2 separate regions of the Sus scrofa genome follow, and region 2 is linked to region 1. A link is a contact called in public HiChIP or PLAC-seq data. All regions are on one chromosome and are shown on one strand. Each heading gives the region's core, a stretch centred on a gene start, on an enhancer-like site or on the middle of the called end of the contact. The rest is flanking DNA. Distances are from core to core; before and after follow the strand shown.

Region 1 (4,151 bases), core at 1,211-3,710:
ATCCCTGGCCTCACTCCGTGGGTTAAGGATCTGGCGTTGCCATGAGCTGTGGTGCAGGTCACAAACGCAGCTCGGATCCCAAGTTGCTGGGCTGTAGCATAGGCTGGCAGCTACAGCTCCAATTTGACCCCCCACATGGGGGGAAAAAAGAGGCAAAGAAAAAAAAAAAAGCAGAACCCACTGAGGCGTTTAGGTCTCACTGCCCCATTTCCTGTGGGCACATGCTGACAAATGAAATGATTACCGAACAGCTGGAGGCACAAGAAAAGTAGGCCCGTCAGAGACTTTCCTTCTTAACACCCAGTTATAGAAATAACTCATCTCCTCGCCGCTAGGCTTACAGCTGTTGTAAGATGAAGCAGGAACCTGGGTGATTTCTATGGACATGTCCTTACTGATCCCAAGGAGGCTGTGAGCTGTTACACAATCCCACACATGACATGAGAGGGACACGAGTCCGCTCATTTCCAGGTTCAAGACAGACTTCCCTCATAAATTACAGAGATGGAGGAGGTGCCCCTGGTGCTACACAGGCAAGGCACAGATCCAGCCGGAAGACCTAGTGGGAGGAAGAGTTTGGACCTGCTGTTCTCAGCCATGTCTCCTTAGCTGTCACCCCACAGCTCTGGAGTCTGTGAGGCTGGCTAGCAGAAACAGATCAGGGATCCCCAGGCCAGAAAGGTAAGTGCAAAGCAGGGCAGCTGTTTCAGGTTGGGCACTTTCTAGAAGGAGGACTCTGGCTGCTTAAGGCAGTGCTGCCTTTCCTTGGGATCCTTGGCAGCAACAGGAATCAATCATTCGATTATTCCAGTCTTCCTGCTACTTATCCGTGATGTAATCGTGACCAATCTTCTACTACACAAAGAAGATAAACTGAACGTGTGTGTGCGAGGGGTAACACAGACCCAAGAGAGGGAGAAATCAATCATTCTAATTGTTCTAATTACAGACTGCACCAAACTGCATTGGAGGTCTCTGTGAGCTTTCTCTGCCTCTTACGCCATCCAAGACTATAAAAGTTGTGCAACTTAAAATTCAGCTAAGAACCATAGTGGTTGCAGACTGCTAAGATGAGCAAAACCCAGAGTCGACGGCCAACAGCCACTGTCCATAGGAACTGGCCGCATGGGCTGAAAATGGTGGCAGTCCTGAGATAAATACCATAAAGAGCTAGCAAGAGGCAGTTTGGTTTTCTTGACCACTCTCTGATGGACACTCAAACAGGGACCAAACCTGCCTCTCACAATATGGTCACCGTGGCTACTGCTGGATGGGGTCCCCAGACTCCAGCTCTGAAAGCGCTGGGCTCACAATTACAGTCCACAGGAAGCAGCGTGCTTCTCTAGAAGCCAGAGGCACCGATGTAGGCAAGACAGGCTCCCAAAGTAAAACTCACGTAGGGAGAATAGAGCTCTCCGGTCTCGGTGATTTCACCCGCCATTTCCAAAGGTGAAGAAGGGTCCCTCGGTAGCCAAGCTCCCCTCTGTGCGGTGGTGGTGGTGGCGGTGATGGTGGCGGTGGTGGCGGCGGCTGCTGCGGCTCCCTAAGAAAAGAGCAGGCTTCAACTTTCTGATGGACCTAAATGCGGGTGGGGGGATGTCTGCAGAGCCGCTCCCTTCCCATCGTTTAATCAGACATTTACAGCCTCGATATCTGTCACAAGACAGCCCGGAGGGAAGGGTCTCCCTGTATGATGACTGAGTGGTTTCTTTTAACTTTCTCCTTGCTGAGTAGTTTCTTCTAAATTTCTCCTTGCTGTGCAGGCATGAATGTATTCCAAGCCGCTCAGACTCCAAGTGATTTAGGACGCTTCAGAAGCCACTAAGTCTCACCCACTACAAGGGTCCCCTTTACACACTCTGGATAACCCCATTTGATGCCGGAACAGCGAGCTCACTACCACCCAGGGCAGCTAGTGACTGTCTGCCTCCTCCGCCTAGGGCAAAGAGTTGGAGGTTTTCTTAGGTCGCCGACAACCCAACTCTTGCCCCAAAGCCTCTCCTTCTTAACGAGGCCTCCACTCCACGTCCCCCGACCTGCCTTAGGGCTCCCCGCACTGCCCGTCTTCTCAAGAGCCCTCCTCCGATCCTCTCCCCCATTTTCTCCCCCCTCCTAGAGAAGCCTCGAGTCCGGCACGACCCCAGTCCATCCCACCCTCCGGCCGGCCCGACACCTGCAGCGCAGCTTGCTCCGAGCCGCCGCGGCCACCGCCTCCAGCCCCTGGGTTGCTGCCGGCGCCAGCTGTCCCGCACCAGCGCCTGCAGCGCGCATGCGCCCGCGCCGGGAGCCCACCTTTTCTGCGCGCGCCTCGGGCGGGGCGCGCGGCGCTGATTGGGCGAGGCGCGCAGCGCTGATTGGACTCCTCGCGGAGGCGGGACCGGGATTGGGCCCCGGCGGCTGCCGTCTGCGTGGCGGAAGAGGGCGGGGTGCGGTGCTACGCGCATGCGGGAGGAAAGGCCGTCAGCCAGGTAGGAAAGCGGGGCTGGGTGGAAGAGGCGTTTGACGCCTGTTGGGGACTCATTCTTCTTACGAGGAGTGGGTGTGAACTTGGTCGTCCCGGGGCTTCAGTGGTTGCGGGAGTTCGAGAAGAGGAGCCTATAACTCCTCACAAAGGGGAAGGGACTGAGGCCTTGGGCCTGTCTCACCCTAGCGCGGCCGGGGAGGCCCAGACGGCTTGGGGGGCAGGAAGAGGGAGGGCGGGAGCCTAGTGGGGTGGTCGCTGGGAAATAGGTTTAAGACAGGGCTGGAAATTGATTCTGGGTGGAGTCTCAAGACTGGGGCAAGCAAGGGGAATTTTGTTGACAAGTCTTGCTGTTAAGGTGTGAGGCATGGACGTTCTGGGAGATGGGGTGGAAAGGATGGGCAGAAAAGGCAGCCCATGCTTGGCGCCTTGGCATGCGAGCCCAGGATTGTTTAATTATCTTTAACCAGCTTGGTTCCCCTTCTTGCAAGGGGAGTCGTGTCCTCTGAAATGTTTGGAAAGAAAGACGGAGAGTTCCCGTTGTGGCTCAGCGGTAACAAACCCAACTGCTATCCGTGAAGTTGCGGGTTCCATTCCTGGCCTGGCTCAGTGGGTTAAGGATCTGGAGTTGCCCTGAACTGTGGATGCGACTCGGATCCTGCGTTGTTTTGGTTGTGGCTGTGGTGTAGGCCGGCAGCTGCAGCTTGGATTCAGCACCTAGCCTGGGAACTTCCATATGCTGCAGGTGCGGCCCTAAAAAGGGGAAAAAAAAAAAAAAAAAAAAAAAAAGGAAGAAAGAAAGATGGAGGTTCTTCTAATAACTTAGCCTCAGGAGGCATTTAGTGAATTAAGAACTGGGGCTCCCGCCTACTCTAAGTGGAAGGAAACTCAGGGTCCTGAAATCTTTGCCCTCCCCCCCACAGGCTGCTACCATGAGGTTAAATCAGAACACCTTGCTTCTGGGAAAGAAGGTGGTGCTGGTACCCTACACCCCGGAGCATGTGCCTAGGTAATCATTCACCTGACACTGGGCACAGGCCAGCTGTCCAAGGTACAGCGAGGAGGTCAGCCTGCCTTAGCCCAGTTCTCAGGGGTTGTTTTCTCTAAGAGGGAGAAACATTGATGTGAGAAGTAGTTACAGGAAAAAAGTGAAAACCAAAGTCACCCATCCCCCTGTTTCCTCCTTTCACCCCCTCAGCTTCCTTCTTGGCCTTTTGGCCAGGAATAATTGTATGTAAACCAAATGTGTGCAAGGAAAAAAAGGTATTATTTTCTCGTGTAGTTATTTATCAATGAGTACCGTTCCTCTGGCCAGTGACTGGGCTCGATTCTTAGAGACTAAATGTTAGTGTGTCATAAACCTGAGCCGATGGGTTGGTGTGATGTCTGCTGTTTGAAAGGCCGGGACTGAGTTGCAGGGTGGGACTCTGGGGCTTGTTGGCAGATGTCTGGTGGATGAGGAGGTTGGTGCTGTAGGCGGGTATTTTTACTTGTAGTTTTCCTTTTGGGGAGTCCCATTGCCCACCCTTGTGGAGGTCGGTCCAGCCTTCTTTGCGGAGTTCACCTTGCCACTCTTTCCCCTCAGGAATCTGAGGAATGTTTAGCTCCAGACTGCTCCCCCGTATTGACCTCTGAGACAGGAGAGGAAGCTGGACAGAAGGAACTGGCTCCTGCTATTCTCTTTGGGCGT
Region 2 (4,151 bases), core at 453-2,952, 160 kb after region 1:
CTTCCTCCCAGATGTTCACAGCCCTCAGAGTGGGGACTCACCATCTTCTAAGAAGGGGCTGGACCCCTTCTGCCAATCCTGAGGGTTCAGGGAGATGGGGGGGTGCTGGGAGAGGGGATCTAGTGGTCCAGGGCGTTGGCAGAGGTCCCAGCCCAAGTCTCAGGGCCTCACTTTTCCCTCTCAGGAAGCACGGGTCCTGAAACACTTGTGGCCAAGAATTTAACCCTGGATGAGGTTTCACTTCTCTTCAAATCCTGTCCTGGCCTGCTTTACAGCACAATGCTTCCTCCCGATAAAGGAAATGAGGGTCCCTTTAAATTCTTTAGGTGTTGACCAAAGGCATGGACCAGAGTGGCGGAGCAACACTAGTCATAATGGCCAAAATTTGACACTAATCCAGCACCCATCATCAATAGAATGGAGGGATTTGGTTTATTCACACAATGGCATATTACAATCAGAAAAAAAAAAAAAAAAAAAGGAGTTCCCATTGTGGCGCAGTGGTTAACGAATCCAACTAGGAACCACGAGGTTGCGGGTTCAATCCCTGGCCTCGCTCAGTGGGTTAAGGATCCGGCATTGCCGTGAGCTCGGATCCCCCGTTGCTGTGGCTGTGGTGTAGACTGGTAGCAACAGCTCTGATTGAACCCCTAGCCTGGGAACTTTCATATGCCTTGGATGCAGCCCAGGATAAAAAAAAAAAGGAAACAAACTCGGAAAGAGGCCACTCCTATGGTCAAAACCCTCTGTGGTCCCATTTCACTCTGAGTTTCTCTCTGACCTCAGGTCCGACTAATTTCTCTCCATTGGGTCTTCGGCAGCCTCATTGACCTCTATGCTGCCCTCGATCTGCATCATCAAAGGCCAAGACAGAATGGCTTCACGGGGTGGATTGCACTCTGTGTGGTCTCACCAGCCACACTTAGAAGGGCTCCATGCTTGGTTTAATGCTCCTTTGCTGCCATCCTGAAATTCTCTCTCTTTTGGCCACACTTGTCACATATAGAAGTTCGAAGGCCAGGGATCAAAACGGTACCACAGCAGTGACAATGTTGGATCCTTAACCCACTGAGCCACCAGGGAACTCCTTGAAATTCTTTCTTTCTTTCTTTTTTTTTTTTTTGTCGTCTTAAGGTCACACCTGAGGCATATGGAGGTTCCCCGGCTAGCGGTCGAATCAGAGATGTAGCTGCTGGCCTACACCACAGCCACAGCAATGCGGGGTCCTAGCCACAGCTTCTACCTACACCACAGCTCATGGCAATGCAGAGTCCTTAACCCACTGAGCAAGGCCAGGGATCCAACCTGCAACCTCATGGATGCTAGTCGGGTTTGTTAACCACTGAGCCACGACGGGAACTCCCTGAAATTCTTAATAATTCCAGAGTAAGGGCATTTTCATCTTGCACTGGGCCCTGCAAACAGCCGGGAAGGAAAGGCCAAGTCATGCCTGACCGCACCGAGGGCTCGCACCAGCCACAGGAAACAGGCTCTTTACCAAGGCGAGAACTTGCTCAGAAAAATCTGGAAGGACATTAACCCAGACTGGCATGGCTGTCTGGGCTCTGAGGTGCTTTAGAGAAGGGCGGGTAGGCCACGCACTGTGGGTGACGCGTGTGAAGGCCAGTAGCTGGCATGACCTTCACGGGGAAGGGAAACGGGAACTGCACATTCAAATGCGCTGCGTGAGGGTAAAAACTTCAGCAAGTTTTCAGCATCGGTATCATATGACCACATAATGTCCCAAGGCCCCAGCTTCCCCCATTTTCTGACCAACCATGAAAACAGCACCAAGAGGCTGATGCAGGAAGCAGAAAAGTGCCAAGAAAAGCAGAAGAGAGAGAGAGAGAGGGTGCATGGATCCTGCATGAAGAGGCTCCAGCCTTTGGACGCACCGCCGCTGGAGAGCTCCCCCTGGGGTCTGGCCATGCGGCTGCTGGCGGCTCTGCTGCTTCTCTGGGTCCCAGGTGAGCAGGGCTGGGCCTGGATGTGGGGAGGTCCATGCTGGCTGGTCAGGTGTGAGGCAAGGGCGGTGATTGGGAAGAAGAACTAAAGGCGAAAGGAAAAAGTGCATGAGGTGTGCATATAAAAAGCCCAGCTCATCACATTTCCTTATTGAGAAGGGGTAGGGATGAAACATAACAAACAAACAAACAAACAAACAAAAAAAAAAGGAGTTCCTATCATGGCTCAGTGGTTAACAAATCTGACTAGGAACCATGAGGTTGCAGGTTCAATCCCTGGCCTTGCTCAGTGGATTGAGGATCCGGCGTTGCTGTGGCTCTGGCATAGGCCGGCAGCTACAGCTCCCATTAGACCCCTAGCCTGGGAACCTCCATATGTCGCGGGTGCGGCCTTAGAAAAGGCAAAAAGACCAAAAAAAGAAAAAAGAAAAGAAATATAAAGTGCTTCCCACACAGTGGGCACATACAGTGCCCAAATAAGTCTGGCCACTTGAGTCAAATTAGTCCCATCGTTATCAAAACCAGGAATACTGTCTGGATACACCAGAGAGGAGGGGCAGGGGAGCAGTGAGCTAATCCTGATCGGAGATCACTGGATGACTGGATCCGGTAATTATGAAGCACTGTCACTGGATTACACGGTTTTCCCCTGCTATCGAATCCAATCTTTATCTCAGTCCTTATTCAAACAAGAGACTGAGACTCAGAGAGCTGCAAATAATTTAAGTCTAGATCAGCTCAAAAGACACAGCCAAGATTCAAAACACCCCGCCCCCCCACAAAAATTTTATTTCCAAGGTCACTGCTGTATTTATAAAATACCACCTCAACGACTACTAAGCCCGCTTGTGAATATCAGCTCATGTATCTGGAGGCCCTGATGCAGGACCATTGTAGGGGCCCTGGCTGACCCTGGGGGTTCTGCATGGGGCCCTGGAAAGTGAGATTGCGAGGCACTGTGGTCGGTCCTGGTCTGAGAGTTTTTGTAAATGATGGTGGAAAGAGAAAGTCAACGTTTTTTTGTTTGTTTTTGTTGTTTTGGGTTTTTTGGTTTGGGTTTGGTTGGTTTATTTGTTTTTTGAGGGGGCCGACGTTAGGGAGCTAGCTCTAGCGTTGGAGTCGGGGACGGGGATGCCCATGCTGGTTCAGGGTTAGGGTCTGGCCGGGTGTCAGAGGAGAAGGAGGCTGCGGGGGTAACTCTGAGGGTCCCTCACAAGGTTTTTGATCCAGACCTGAGGAAGCAACTCCCGGGTCTAGGACCGTCGTAGGTCCCTGCCAACCAAAAGTGGAGGCTGAGTCCGCGGTCGCCCCGCCCCGCCCCGCCCTCAAAATCGGGATGAACAGCGCGTGCCCAGAACAGCAGCAACCGCACAGAGAGGGCTCTGCGCTGCTGCGCCCACGCCCGCGGAGCCCCAAGCCAGAGTCTGGAGGTTTTCCGGCTGAGGTTCCCGAACCTCAGCCCTGTTGACTTTGCCGCTGGATGGCGCTGTGCATGTTGGGGGTGGGGGCTGAGCTGTGCAACGTCGGAAGTGTAGCAGCATCCCCGGCCTCTACCCACTGGAGGCCGGTCGCATCCCCCTCCCCCCTGCAATTGTGACCATCAAAAATGTCTTCAAATATTGCCAGATGCCTCCCCGCCCCAACCCGCCTCGGATGGCCGGACAGAGAGGAATATCACTGCTGGTTGGGAACCACTGCTTTGGGGAATAGTGATAGGAGAGGCAGACAGCGTCCTGAAATAGAATATAGGTCAGCCGGCTGCTTGAACTTGCTGGACAATAAAGTGAAAGAAATGCAAGAATGCAAATGAAGAAGCAAAAAGATATGGTTTTTTAATTGTAGCTTTAGAATTAAATAGCAAAGGCCTCACAATCTGTGGATGACAACGTTTTGGCTGAATGGCTGGAGGGAGGGCAGGATGGATGGATGAGTGGACAAATGGACAGACAAATAGATGATAGGTAGGTAGGATCCTTAACCCACTGAGCCAGGCAAGGGATTGAATAAGAAACCTCAAGGTTCCTAGGCAGATTTGTTTCGGCGGCGCCACAGTGGGAAGTCCTGGTTTCTGTTCTTATTTTCTGTTTCCTAGTTCATCCGAACATCCATCCACTCACGCGTTTATCCTTCCATCCATCCATCGATCCAACCACCCATCCATTCATACGTACATCCATCCACTTATTC

What was found. HiChIP or PLAC-seq counts read pairs in DNA pulled down with a chosen protein or histone mark.
Region 2: an H3K27ac HiChIP or PLAC-seq map of alveolar macrophages shows a contact between it and region 1. The contact joins the promoter of LOC100514068 here to the promoter of NAT9 in region 1. A contact is called at or near these places in 1 of 47 Hi-C or Micro-C datasets (embryonic fibroblasts) and 1 of 2 datasets of contacts at active chromatin or transcription factors (alveolar macrophages).

What each region holds. Positions count from the first base shown.
Region 1 is chr12:6,457,280-6,461,430 of Sscrofa11.1, forward strand. It overlaps NAT9 (N-acetyltransferase 9 (putative)), which reads left to right and starts at 2,461. Exons shown (of 7, transcript NM_001195360.1): 1 at 2,461-2,468; 2 at 3,385-3,470. The coding sequence starts at 3,394. It overlaps TMEM104 (transmembrane protein 104), which reads right to left and starts at 2,300. Exons shown (of 10, transcript XM_003131226.4): 1 at 2,174-2,300; 2 at 1,397-1,543. The coding sequence starts at 1,441.
Region 2 is chr12:6,618,701-6,622,851 of Sscrofa11.1, forward strand. LOC100514068 (CMRF35-like molecule 6) reads left to right here and starts at 1,703. Exons shown (of 3, transcript XM_013980784.2): 1 at 1,703-1,967. The coding sequence starts at 1,739.